Linked DNA regions of Mus musculus: regions 1, 2 and 3 are each linked to region 4. Evidence: chromatin contacts called from public Hi-C data. All regions are on one chromosome and are shown on one strand. Each heading gives the region's core, a stretch centred on a gene start, on an enhancer-like site or on the middle of the called end of the contact. The rest is flanking DNA. Distances are from core to core; before and after follow the strand shown. Region 1 has its middle 46 kb from the start of Gm32590. Region 2 has its middle 170 kb from the start of Gm32590. Region 3 has its middle 130 kb from the start of Gm32590. Region 4 overlaps A930035F09Rik (a long non-coding RNA gene).

Region 1 (3,002 bases), core at 466-2,965, 480 kb before region 4:
GCACTCATTTCATGGTCAGATGCTTTGGTTTTGTACCCTGGTTTCTTGGGTAGCTAGGACAGAGTCCCTCTTTCTGGAGGATTTATATGCAATGGAAATGTATGATTAGACTAAAGGCTCAGAAAGTTGAAGAGTCCAAACTCATAGGGCTGGCATATGGGGAAGACCTTCCTTTTGCTTATTCCATAGCAACAGACAAGCAAAGAAATGGCAGAGCATGTGTGATGGGTGGCAAATGCCTCCTTTTGTGATGAATACACTCTTGTACTAACTCAATCTCATTTCATGGTCTAATTGCATGTGGACCTGGCTGTCCAATACATGGCCTTTGGGGACACATTCCACCCATAGTGGCCCACCATATGGCTTGTCTTGAAGAGTACTCCATGTGTACTTAGGAAGTATTTGTGATCTGTAGTTATTAGGTAAGCAAATAGATTAGCAGAATTTGGCGATAGGGGTCTCGAGAGTGAAGGAAAAAGCGAGGCCCAGTGTAATTTAGCTGAAGAAATCCTAGCCTCATTCTCTGGGGCTCCAAGCAGTTGGGTGTATCTAGTACTTTCAACTGGCTTGGATTTAGAGGGTATTATTTTTGGGAAAGGGAAGCTCTGAGGAAAAAGGCTGAGTGGGTCAGCAGAGCTGGTCACCTAAATGGTGAAATATTGGATGCTGATCTCAAAGTCCCTGACATAAGGCAAGCAGGAAGTCACATGCTTTGATGTCTATTACTCACACTAATATTGTTTTTGAGATAAAATTACATCAGTTAGACCCAAAACAGAAGAACTCAAAAGAAATCCTCCTAAAGAGATGAATTAAACAATATTGAAGGCAACTCCAGGGAAGCCAGGCTAGCAAGGGTCTTAAAGGACTGACTCTTGTCTTGAGTGTCCAGGGTGGAAGGTTGTAATGCGACCCACACTCAGAGAGGCAAGAGACACTGCTTTGATAAAGCCTTAGAACAGTGGTTCTCAACCTGAGGGTCATGACACCTTTGGGGTTGCATATCAAATATTAACATTATGATTCATAACAGTAGCAAAATTATAGCTATAAAGTGGCAGTGAAATAATTTTATGAGCAGGGAACAGAACGAATTAAGCATTAAGAAGTTTGAGAACCATTGTCTTAGAAGAATGGGGAACCCCAAAAGGGACATAAGAAGAGAATATGTCTTGATAAATATTTTCAAGATCTTTACATTACTAAAGTATGAAGTGGCCTATCCCTGCCCATATCCCCCAACTTTTGGGGCTCTGGGTCAAGTGCTAAGGGTGAGGTGTCAGTGAAAATGGAGAAACAAAAGTGTCAAGAGATACCAGTTCATTTGGATTCATTCATAGCACACAGGACAGTGAGGTAGCAGGGATATGGCAGGGCTGATGGATGCAGGAGGGCACAGCGACTGATTTTCTCATTGGTCCCCTTCACTTCCCCAAGCTAATGTTTCCTTGAGACTGATGCTTTTCTTCTAGTTATCCTGCTGGTGTGATTCATAGGCAGTACCGTGCTCTCCCATCTCTACAAGCTCTTATCTTCTTCCCAAGCTGCTAGTACTGTAACGTTTTTGCTGGGAAATTGACTATTAATATGGAAGGATTTAGTAACAGCAAGAAGAGAAAGAGACAGTTGAACACTTACTTAGCCTCTGTGATCATTAAATTGGTTACAGTAGTACAGCAGAGGTTCAATACAGGAACCATGGGATGGCCCAGGCCTTTTGAGGAACTGAATAGGCTTGGCTTGGAGAAGTGGACAGAACATCTTGTGTGTGTTTATGTGGAGGCCAGAGGTCAAACTTAGGTATCATTCTTCAGGAGCTTGCTTCTTGAGACAGGAATGCTCTGACTCAGTTAGACTGACTAGCCTGAGAGTCCCAGTGACCTGGGACTGTCTCTACCTGCTCAGCAATTGAATTGTGTGTGTGCCACCAAAATGCAGCTTTTACACAGGAGTTTTTGGAATTGCATTTAGTCTTTGTGTTTGTTTGGCAAGTGGTTTTTCAACTGAGCATTTTTTTCAATTTTAATGTTTTATTTCTTACTGCTTTGTTGAACTTAGTTGGTCTATTTTTTTTCTATGGAACCTTCAGGAATTTCTGCATGTAAGATACATCATCTTTGATCATATTTTACTATTTGAATGCATCTTCTTTTCTTTTCTTTTCTTTTCTTTTCTTTTCTTTTCTTTTCTTTTCCTCTCTTTTCTTTCTTTTTTTTTATTGGTTATTTTATTTATTTACATTTCAAATGTTATCCCCTTTCCCTGTTTCTCCTTCACAAACCCCCAACCCATCCCTCCTCCCCCTGCTTCTATGAGGGTGCCCCCCCCACTCCCACCTCATTGCCCTAGCATTCCCTTACACTGGGGCATAAAGCCTTCACAGGACCAAGGGCCTCCCCTCCCATTCCCTGGGAGCTCTGGGAGCAGGGGTCTGGTTGGTTGATATTGTTGTTCTTCCTATGGGGTTACAAACTCCTTCAGCTCCTTCAGTCCTTCCCTAACTTCTCCACTAGAGTTCCCGTGCTCAGTCTGATGGTTGATTTTGTGCATCCCCATCTGTATTTTAACCCAGAATTGCTCCTGTCTAAAGGAAATGCAGGGAAAAAGAGTGGAACAGAGACTGAAGGTTACGGCAGAGCCATTCTGGAGACAGCTATATCAGGCTCTTCTTGGTATCAGCAACCACTTATTGATATCAGCAATTGTGCCTGGGTTTGGTGTCTGCATATGGGATGGATCCACAGGTGGGGCAGTCTCTAGATGGCCTTTCCTTCAGTCTCTGTTCCACTCTTTTTCCCTGCATTTCCTTTAGACAGGAGCAATTCTGGGTTAAAATTTTGGAGATGGGTGGGTGACCCCATCCCCTCAACCGGGGCCATGTCTAACCTCAGGATATGGTCCCTACAGGTTCTTTTTTTCCCCTTTGTTGGATATTTCAGCTAATCTCATCCCCATTGGATCCTGTGAGCCTCTTGCTTTCCTGGCATCTGAGACTTTCT
Region 2 (3,117 bases), core at 489-2,988, 360 kb before region 4:
CAGAGGGCTTCCTGAGAGCACATTAGCGTGTGTATGTGTGTGTGTGTGTGTGTGTGTGTATGTGTGTTGTGCATATGTTGTCTCACTGGCAGTCTGGAAGCACAAGCTTTGTGTGTTAAGTCCTGTAAGCCCAGAGGGATGCTTTGATGACATGGCTACACGTGATTGATCTGTGAGCTGTACATCATAAAGGGTTAGGGATAAGGAATCCTTCTTCCCCCAATGGCCTACCATACCTCTGTGCATAGCAGGTGCTTACTCTAGCTGGGTGAGTGAGTGGCACTTCTTACAGGCTTCCACGGAGCACTGGTGAGCTAATTACATGGACAGAATGAGCAGTCTTGTTAACATCAGGCCAGATCAATGCAGGGCATGTCTGAGAGAGCAGCTGCCTCTCTTGCCACCCCTGTCCCCATTAATGAGAAGCATCTGAGAGGCTCAGTGGCATATGCTTTGAACATCAGGGTGAAGTCTCCCTATGCTGTGCCTCAGTGGAGTTGGTCCTGAAGCAGGCAGGGCTCCCAGTCCTCTCCCTCCTTACTTTTGCTCAGAATCTGGGTGCAGCTGAGCCAAAGAGCTGAGGGGGTAGAACTCACTGCTGCCTGTGGGCATCGAGGACAAGGTGGCACAATGGACAGAAACCTCTGCTTGGTAGGACACCATCTCGCAGTTTGATTTTGTATACAAAATTCTATGTGTCAGTTTTCTTTTTGTATTATTTTATGTGCATGTACATGGGTGTGTACACATCTTTACAGGTTTTTCCTCGGGTGCTATTCATCTTGTTTTGTTTGTTTTCTGTTGTTTTGTTTTAAACAGCTTTTCCTCAGTGGCCTGGAATTCTCCATTCAGGATAGACTGACTGGCCAGAGACTTCAAGGGTCTGCTTCTGAGCATCTCTGCCCCACAGGGCTAATTTCACAGGTGCCCTCAGCAAGCTCAGGATATTTGTCTTTATGTAGCTTCTGTGGTTTGAACTCAGGTCCTGGTGCTTGCAAAGCAAACACTTAATTGACCAAGTCTTTTTCTAAGCTCCACACAGGTTTTCTTATCTCTTGGGATTCTTAAATCCTTCCTCAGTCTAAATGAGTACTCAAGGATGTTTTTGTTTGGGGTGGGGGGTACTCTTGTGATGATTGGATGTCCTCTTCCTTTTAAGGTGCTTGGGAATGGATATCGAGGTTGTTTTCTGAGCTCTTCTTTTCTAACTTCCTGTGTAATGAAGTTAAACGTAGGAGTGCAGGATTTTTCAAGGCCATGCCTTTTTTTCATTGAGAAAACAAAAAACAAAAACAAACTCCGACTGTTCTATTTCTGCTTTGGACAAGCCATTCATCCTCCACAACCTTTTCAGAATGATCACTGATGATACGGAGATTGCTATGGAGATTGTCTGAGTGTTTACAGTTCAAGTTGTTCAGACCTGGGAAGGGTTTTAACTGTTTCTTTTATTTTTGTCTCAATGCCTTTGTTTTGTTCTGGCGTCTCCCCTGCCCCTCTCTTCTACAGACTGAAGTAGAATTGACTAACTTTAGGTTGTCACCTCTCAGCAACTTCCCCACCCTCATAATGCAGTGCTTTTCAGAGTGTGGTCCTGGGAACAACATCTGGGAAGGGATGGCTGGGAGAAGGGAGAGGCCCCAGAGAGGGTGGTGGGAACGAACTTGGTGAAAGTGCACAATGAACACAAACAATATCGTTATGAAACACATCACTTTGTGTAATGAGTATGCCCTAAAAAGAAAATGAAACAAAGGAGAGAGAAAGAATATGCAAACAGTTGGGCTGCCCCACACCAGAGAACCAGTATTCATGTTTTAATAAGATTTACAGTAACACTGGCACACATTAAGTTTGATGGTTTCAGGAATGCAGCACTAATAGAAGATATTTGTTTTCTTTTACTTTCTCATCTCCTTATATGCTGCATTAAAAGGCCATGAGATGGTGTCTCCATGCATCTTTTGAGAACGGAGTTCCCTTTTCTGCATTCCCCACCCCCCCGCTTGTCATAGCTCTCAAGAGCCTGCTAATCTCTCTTCCTCATCAAATGCAACCAACTAGTTCAAGAAAGAATCATTTTCTAAAACTCTAGAGCCTCTTTACTCTATGGGTGGCCTCAGCATCCATTACTGAGAACCTATCGGTCATGCAAACTTGCTGGCCCTTCTCTGCTGACACCCCAGCCCACCCTAGGTCCCCAGCCACAGTCCATCAAAGCCCCACCCAGGACCACCCACAGGCCTCTACCTTGGTCCACCTGGACTCTACTCTGGCCCCCAACCCAGCCCAATCCAGCCCTCTGAATCTCTTCTAACAGGGTCCCCAAGGGAGGAATCTGCCAATTCAACTTCAAACACTTTGCTCTGCATGAATATTCCAGACCTGAAGCTGAAGCATTGTTTATAAGTCAGAGTAAAACTGATTAAAATTTTAGCCAAGGGTTCCAGATTTTATTCCAAAGTAAAATATTATATTTGATAATGTGAGTTTTATGGTTGTATCAAAGAAGGGAAGATTTCACTTTATCTGAAATAAATAGATTATACACACAATATTCCATTTAAATAAAAAGCATCTTTTATTTCTCTACCCCAAGGATGGAATCACAGAAAAGAATAGCAAGATGTAGGTAAGAGAAAGAAGTAATTTGCCATCCTTGTAATACAGATCACCCATCCAAGAAAGTACCATGAATGATGTCACAGTAGAGGACTGTAAAGTGGTTTTACAGGGAGCTGTGTTCTTAAAGAAGCACAGCTATGCTAACATCAGTGGATGCTCTAGAATGGAAGACCTATGTAGACTCACAGTTTGAGTGTATGGTGGTCTGTCATAATGGGAAGGCATGGCTGCAGGAATGTGAGAAGTCTAGTTAGTCCCTTTGCATCACAATTAGGAAGGAGAGGGAAGGAGGGAGGGAGGGAGGGAGGGAGAGAGAGAGAGAGAGAGAGAGAGAGAGAGAGAGAGAGAGAGAGAGAGAGATGCTGGGATTCAGTTGGCTTCTTCTAGTTACCCTTCCTGTTCAATCAGAACTCTAGTCCATGAGATGGTGCTATCCACATTCAGGGTGAGCCTTCTCTCATTGAATCATCCCTAAAAATACCGTCATTGCTA
Region 3 (3,114 bases), core at 438-2,937, 400 kb before region 4:
CAGCTCAAATTCCCAAGATGAAAGTCAAACACTATGACTGACACAGTGTTCCTTCTGTGTGTCTCCATTCTCCTTGTTTACTCTGGCACCTCAGTGTGTGTGTGTGTGTGTGTGTGTGTGTGTGTGTGTGTGTGTGTGTGTGTGCATATGTGTACAGGTGTGTGTATCTATGTATCTATACTCATATGAAAGTCAGGGGGCAACCATGGATGATGGTCCCCCTGATCCATCCAATTGTTTTGGGACAAGGTCTCTGATTAGTTTATAACTTGACAACTAGGGTAGGGTGGCTGGCCAGAAAGACCTAGGGGGTCTGGATATTTTTGCCTCTTGTCTTAGGGTTTTACTGCTGTGAACAGACACTGTGACCAAGGCAACTCTTATAAAGGACAACATTAATTGGGGCTAGCTTACAGGTTCAGAGGTTCAGTCTAGTATCATCAAGGTAGGAACATGGCAGCATCCAAGCAGGCATGATGTAGGAGGAGCTGAGAGTTCTACATCTTCATCTGAAGGCTGCTAGCAGAATACTCAGTCCCAGGCAGCTAGGACAAGGTATTAAAGCCCACAAAATACCACTCTCTGGGCCAAGCATATACAAACCATCACACCTCCCCATGATGAGATTATAAGTGAAGCCGTCACTCCTGGATTTTGACATAGATTCTAGGTATTGAATTCAGGTTCTCCTGCTTGTAAGATAAACACTTTACCAACTGAGCGGTTGGTACTCCATTTTATATCCAAAATGTCTCCCTTAAATGAAGCAACATAGCTAACTTACATCCAAGCAAAACTCGGATCCAGAAACAGTTTAGCTGAATCCTACGCCAGATGCTGCCTCATATGCAAGAGAGCCTACAAAATTAGCCTGGGGACCCAGGATTAGGGACTGGGGATATGGATCTTGTAGATGGGATATGTACTTGAATGCAATTTGGTCTAAAAGCCCAACAGCTTTGGAGCCCATACTGTCAGATGGTCCAGAGGCACATTTTTAGTCTATTGACATCCCCCTGAGGGTGAAGAGATGGAACTCACAGCTTATAGTGCCCTACAAACAACTGGTATACTTGGCCAGAGAGGGGGCACTTAATCCTCTGTATGGTGCCAGGGGCTCCTGACCAAGTTGTAGCTAAAGCGGGACACAGCAGCACCAGGAAGCTCTCTTTCAGAAGCAGTCAGGTGGTCATGGAGACAAAGAGAATGCTTCAGACAGAAAAAAACTGACTTCAACGGATGTTGCAGGCTTATGGGAAAACCAAAAGAGTCAGTTTTCAAGACAGCTCCTCAAGTTCCTATGGAGAAACATCAGTATCTTTACTGCCTGTGGAATTGTGAAATAAATGTGCCTGGGAGTATGTGCACATACTGACATTCCTGGAGAGGAGGCGATGTTGACACCCATGGTTTCAGGAGAGGTTGGGGTTCCTATCCCTTTTTGACTCATCTGACATCAGTGAGCTGCAGATCCTTTAAAAAGTCACATTCCTTTTGAAAGAAAGCATTTCTTCCTTTCACCTTTCATAGGCAGCTCTCCTGGGGTTATCCCAGTGGGTATTTTAGTGTTGATAACACTGACAAGACAGGGAGGCCAGGAGACTCTTTACAGTCACACGCATGAGGAAACACTCAGTGCCTGGCACTTGGACCTTCCCCATTTTCTGACAATTACTAACCACACTGGTTACCCCGCACCTTCGGTTCCCATTGTTCTAAGTGACAGAAGCAAGCTGGCTGCCAGCATATCATCTGTGTCAATAACAGGCACAGAAACGCTACTTCTCTTTCTGCAGTGTGCTGTCTGCAAAACATAAAAGATAGTAGTGAGGTACCCAAGCAAATTGTCCTCCCAAACTCATTTAAATATGTTTCCCCTCATATATGCAAAACTCAGATGAATATTTACAACATCCAGGAATAGGTACCCTAGGAAAGGAAGAAAGGAACCACCCAAGCCAACCCTGCAAGCCTAATCATTCTTAAATTCTCCCCAAACAAATTGGTCTAGCTGCCGTTGCCCAGCAACGGTCCCACTGTAGGATTCTGTGCCTTGGTACATGGGAGGTGGAGCTGTCCTTTCTGCTCAGAATGTGAGCAATTGCAACAACAACAGAGATGGAAAGTTAAGACTCGGGAGGTTAAAAGTCAGGGTCAGAGGTTCAGGTTGCTCTGACCTTAAAATCAATTTCAAGCACTATTTATGGGATCTTTCTGTGTTCCACAGTTTGATGTGAGTCTTACAACAAACTGCCTAATCAGACCTCAGGGATGCTGGGAGTCTGGGGTTTCAGAGTGTCAGGTCAATTCTTCCCCGGTAGTGTACTATCACCTATGAATGAGGCAGCTCATTATGTAGGCTTTTGAGGCATCTGGGCTGCAACGTCGGAAGTCTGTAGTTGCTAGGGTTTCTATGCAATGGAGCAGCCCTCCACACAGCCGGCTCTGTGCCTTCAACTGCTCGCTCATGCAGTATAAGACCATTAGAGAAAGCCTACTTGTGCAACAGCATCTCTTCCAAGGTGTTCTTCACAAAAAATCCATCTTTTAACAGATATTATAGGAAGGCAACAGATAGATGATCTCAGAAAGCAGCACATATCCAAAGTCACTCATCCCCAGAGTCACGGAAGTAAAGAGGGGATGCTATTGAACATCCAGGCTAAAAGAAGACCCAAGTGTTTCCAAAACTCTTGAGACCTTTTGAATACTTCTAATTTTATCTGCTTTACTTTCTCTCTCTCTCTCTCTCTCTCTCTCTCTCTCTCTCTCTCTCTCTCTCTCTCTCTCTCTCTCTCTCTGTGTGTGTGTGTGTGTGTGTGTGTGTATAGGTAGGTATATCTGTGTGCATGCATGTGGAGGCCAGAGGTCAACATCATGTCTTTCTCAAACACTCATCTGCTTATTCTTTGAGACAGCTTCTCTCACTTAACCTGGGGATACTGATTCAGCTAGATTAGTTGGCTACTGAGCTCTAGGAATCTACCATCCCAACCTCCTCAGCACTGGGATTCCAGCACATTACCATGCCTGGCCTTTTCTTCTGGTTATGGTTGACAGGCAGCCTAGCCAGTATATCCTGCCAGGGGCATCTGTGTAAGGGAACAGATCACA
Region 4 (3,349 bases), core at 206-2,705:
AACTGACTGAAGTAAATGTTTCTTATTAGAAATTTTTCTAGATCAAGATTTCTGAGTCTCTAAAGACTAGAGTCTACAGTGATGGTCCATGACAAATTAAAATTCTGGACTAGAGATGGCTCAGTGGTAAAGTTGCTGTTCTGCATATATGAGAGCACTGGGTTCCATTTCCAGGACCAGAGAAAGGGGTGGGTAGAAGAGTACATTTCAAGAATGTTATTATTCTGAAAGTGTAAGAAAAGCATATATGTAATTATGTCAGACCCATATGCTCATTAACATTGCAAATGAATTCTTGACAAAGAATTGTAGGTAAGAGCAAGTACAGGCAGAAATGTGTGTGTATATACGTCCAGCTCTCTGAGCATTCGGGTAGAAGTAATGGGAGCAAAGAGAAGAAATGAGTAGCATTCCCAGTTTTAAGGCTCATAAAGCTCTACCCTGGAGAATCAAATTTAATTAGTTCTGAAAACAATGCTGCCAGGTAAAGGAGGTAGCTTAGTCAGTAGACACTTGCCTTCCAAGTATGAGGACCTGAGTTTGATTCCAAGAGCCCATGTTAAACTCGATGACAACAAAGGCAAAACATAATGGGCATGCTTGTAATCCCAGCCAGGCTCCTGAGTGGTTGCTAGCCACCTAGCCTAGACTACTAGATGGACACCAGGCCATTGGGAGTCCTAGTCTCAAAAATTAAGATGGACAGTGCCGGAAGAAAGACACTCAATGCTTATTTCTGCATTGAGATTTCTCTCTCTCTCTCTCTCTCTCTCTCTCTCTCTCTCTCTCTCTCTCTCTCACACACACACACACACACAAACGCATGCATACACACACAGACAGAGATCATGAGAATTTCGAATAAGGAAATAATATTATATTTCTATAGCTTATCCATACAGCTAAGCCACTTCAAGCTGAGTTGTTAACTACGTCAATGGCTGGAGGGTAATATCAAGTTAATTTGAATCTCTGTCCTAGTTTTCACTGAATTCCAGGACCTGAACTCTACCGATGAGCCAGACACTCAGACTCTGAACTTCATTATGCTCATATGGAAGTGGGGTAATAATAGTAACCCTATAAATGCCCTGTGAGGATTGAAGGAGAGAACATAGAAACCACATCGAGAAATAAGCAGCACTAAGTAGATGTTCGTCATAAAACCACCCTCCTCCCGGCCTTCCATCCTTCCAATGATCAAAGTGATCCGATCAGAAAGAAAAAGCCCCCCAGGTAACCTTTCCCATTATTTCTTTGTGCCATTTAACAAACGTATATACAATCTCTTGGTTGGCCCTAGGAGACAAAGATGAATAAGAAAAGGCTTCAATGCTCAAGGATCTGCAGACTCATACAGGAAGCGAAACCATGCCAGTCACCAGAACATCAAGGAAAGAGAAAGGCAGAGCAGGGAGGGGCAGATCCCAGCTGGCAGTTATGGGAAGATAGTGTGGAATCTCTGAAGGATGAGCGTGGGATGTGAGCAAGCCTGGAGGTACATATGCTGATCTCCTGAGAGAAGAGGGAAACACAGTATAATTCCAGAAGGAATGTGAATGCAGATTATTAAGGAATATATTTATCCTATGGTGGGTGTGAGTGGTTCCCTATAGCAAGAAACAACCACTGATAGAGCTCAAGTCAAATTGCTTTTTTTTTTTTTTGACTAGATAATATGTTAGGTGGGTGGTGAAAATGGAGGAGAGGGGAGGACAAGAGAACCAGAAGATCTACAGAAGCCTCCATGTCCCTAACTCCCATGTAATTCTGGGGGAAATGGAATGAAATGAAGAGCTCAAGAGGAAAAGCAGAGGCAATGGGTGTGCAGAGACCCTGGGATTTGAACTGTATGTGGGCCTCTGAGATGAAAATATGGAGCTGAAGTTCAGTCAGTTATTACAATGGATTCAAGGGACCAGAGTGTGACTGATGGTAATGCCCAGGACTCAAGGCTGGACTCAATTAGCAATCTGAGGTGTTTAGGAAAGCCACCTCAAGTGGGATTATAGGATCAAAGTGCAGGGCACAGTGTGGAAAGAGAAAAGATGTATCAGTATAATTAAATAGGCAGAGGCAGAATATCAGCAGAGGCCAGGAAAAGACCAGCTATATGTGTGAACGTATACACACACACACACACACACACACACACACACACACACACACATACACACACACACATCATCATCATGAGAGGTCGAACAGAAAGGTCAAACATATGTAGGCAAAATAAATAATAAAATCATAACCCACTATATCCATTCTATAGCCACTTAATTAAGCAAGATACAATACTTTTCTGGCTTCTTGTTGATGAGTTTTGTTTTTGGGTTTTCTCTATTTTTTGTTATTTATCTACTTCAGGCAGAAAAATATTCCTGGAAAGAATGTTGCTCAATTATTCTGACATGATTTCAAAGGCACTGTTCAGTTTACCACTGTTCATTTTGTAACACAGCCCATTCTACTTAATGGCACAGATAGAATTCCCTGAAGCTCTAGAGTATGCTACCATGACCCCAAGGAGTCAGTGCTAACCTTTTCTTTGTCATTTGTGGTCCTTCTTATGAACACTACAGTCTTGTTGTTCATGCACAGGGGTGTTTTTCATCTATCCTCTGTTACCAGTCAGATCTTAAGCACTTATGCCTCAAGTGGTTTGTTGACACTTGACACAATTCCTTCTACTCTAAGTCAGAAGCAAGAAGCTCTGCTGTGCCAATCCTCATTCACCCTCAGCAAAGGCTAATCTGGAAGGCTAGAGAGATGGCTCAATGGTTAAAAGCACTGCTTTCTCTTCCAGGGGATCTAGGTTTAGTTTCCAGCACCCACATGGCAGCTCAAAACCATCTGTAACTCCAGTTCGGGGAGACCTTTTTCATCTCCACAGGCGCACATATGGTAATCACAGACACAGAAGGGAGCCAAATACTAATACCCATTTTAAAAAATAACTTTTTAAAAGTCTCATCTGGAGATCCTTTCCTACATGGTGTTCTCTGTCTTTCAATGGCCTTTTGAGAGATAGACTTTAGTGTCTATAGGTTTAAAGGCATGCAAATTTGGACTTTCCAAGTCACCTTGGAAGTATCTCTGGACTTAGGTTTCTCATTGGTAAATTAAATGAATTTTACAGTTTTTATGTGCTCAAATCAGTTGATCCTATCTCCACTACACATGAATAGCTAAGGAGATGACAGTATGTAAAACAGAAGTGAATACTTGTCCACATGTGCACATCCACACAGAACTTTCCAGCAAGGAAAAATTGGGCATGTTCTTAAAAGATGAGCACTGAGTGCTGATTTAGGTTTGAGCATTGGCAGATGCAGAGTATGGTTTCTAT

The links. A called contact is a pair of places that touch in the nucleus more often than the background predicts.
Region 1: a contact with region 4 is called in a Hi-C map of bone marrow-derived macrophages, with 20 read pairs. The contact joins two enhancer-like sites. A contact is called at or near these places in 2 of 484 Hi-C or Micro-C datasets (CD4 T cells and bone marrow-derived macrophages).
Region 2: a Hi-C map of bone marrow-derived macrophages shows a contact between it and region 4, with 20 read pairs. The contact joins two enhancer-like sites. A contact is called at or near these places in 1 of 15 datasets of contacts at CTCF or cohesin (the NIH/3T3 cell line) and 1 of 484 Hi-C or Micro-C datasets (bone marrow-derived macrophages).
Region 3: a Hi-C map of bone marrow-derived macrophages shows a contact between it and region 4, with 22 read pairs. The contact joins two enhancer-like sites.

Annotation. Positions count from the first base shown.
Region 1 is chr8:127,850,661-127,853,662 of GRCm38.p6, forward strand. No RefSeq gene overlaps it. Among named protein-coding and RNA genes, the nearest start is that of Gm32590, 46 kb to the left of the region's middle. Within about 2 kb of position 1,716, at least 3 of the 459 cell types and tissues checked have an H3K27ac peak or open chromatin away from gene starts, as enhancers often do. A contact at or near this core is called in bone marrow-derived macrophages, where this site is marked.
Region 2 is chr8:127,977,598-127,980,714 of GRCm38.p6, forward strand. No RefSeq gene overlaps it. Among named protein-coding and RNA genes, the nearest start is that of Gm32590, 170 kb to the left of the region's middle. Within about 2 kb of position 1,739, at least 7 of the 459 cell types and tissues checked have an H3K27ac peak or open chromatin away from gene starts, as enhancers often do. A contact at or near this core is called in bone marrow-derived macrophages, where this site is marked.
Region 3 is chr8:127,937,769-127,940,882 of GRCm38.p6, forward strand. No RefSeq gene overlaps it. Among named protein-coding and RNA genes, the nearest start is that of Gm32590, 130 kb to the left of the region's middle. Within about 2 kb of position 1,688, at least 28 of the 459 cell types and tissues checked have an H3K27ac peak or open chromatin away from gene starts, as enhancers often do. A contact at or near this core is called in bone marrow-derived macrophages, where this site is marked.
Region 4 is chr8:128,334,751-128,338,099 of GRCm38.p6, forward strand. All of the region lies in intron 1 of A930035F09Rik (a long non-coding RNA gene), which reads right to left. Among named protein-coding and RNA genes, the nearest start is that of A930035F09Rik, 22 kb to the right of the region's middle. Within about 2 kb of position 1,456, at least 14 of the 459 cell types and tissues checked have an H3K27ac peak or open chromatin away from gene starts, as enhancers often do. A contact at or near this core is called in bone marrow-derived macrophages, where this site is marked.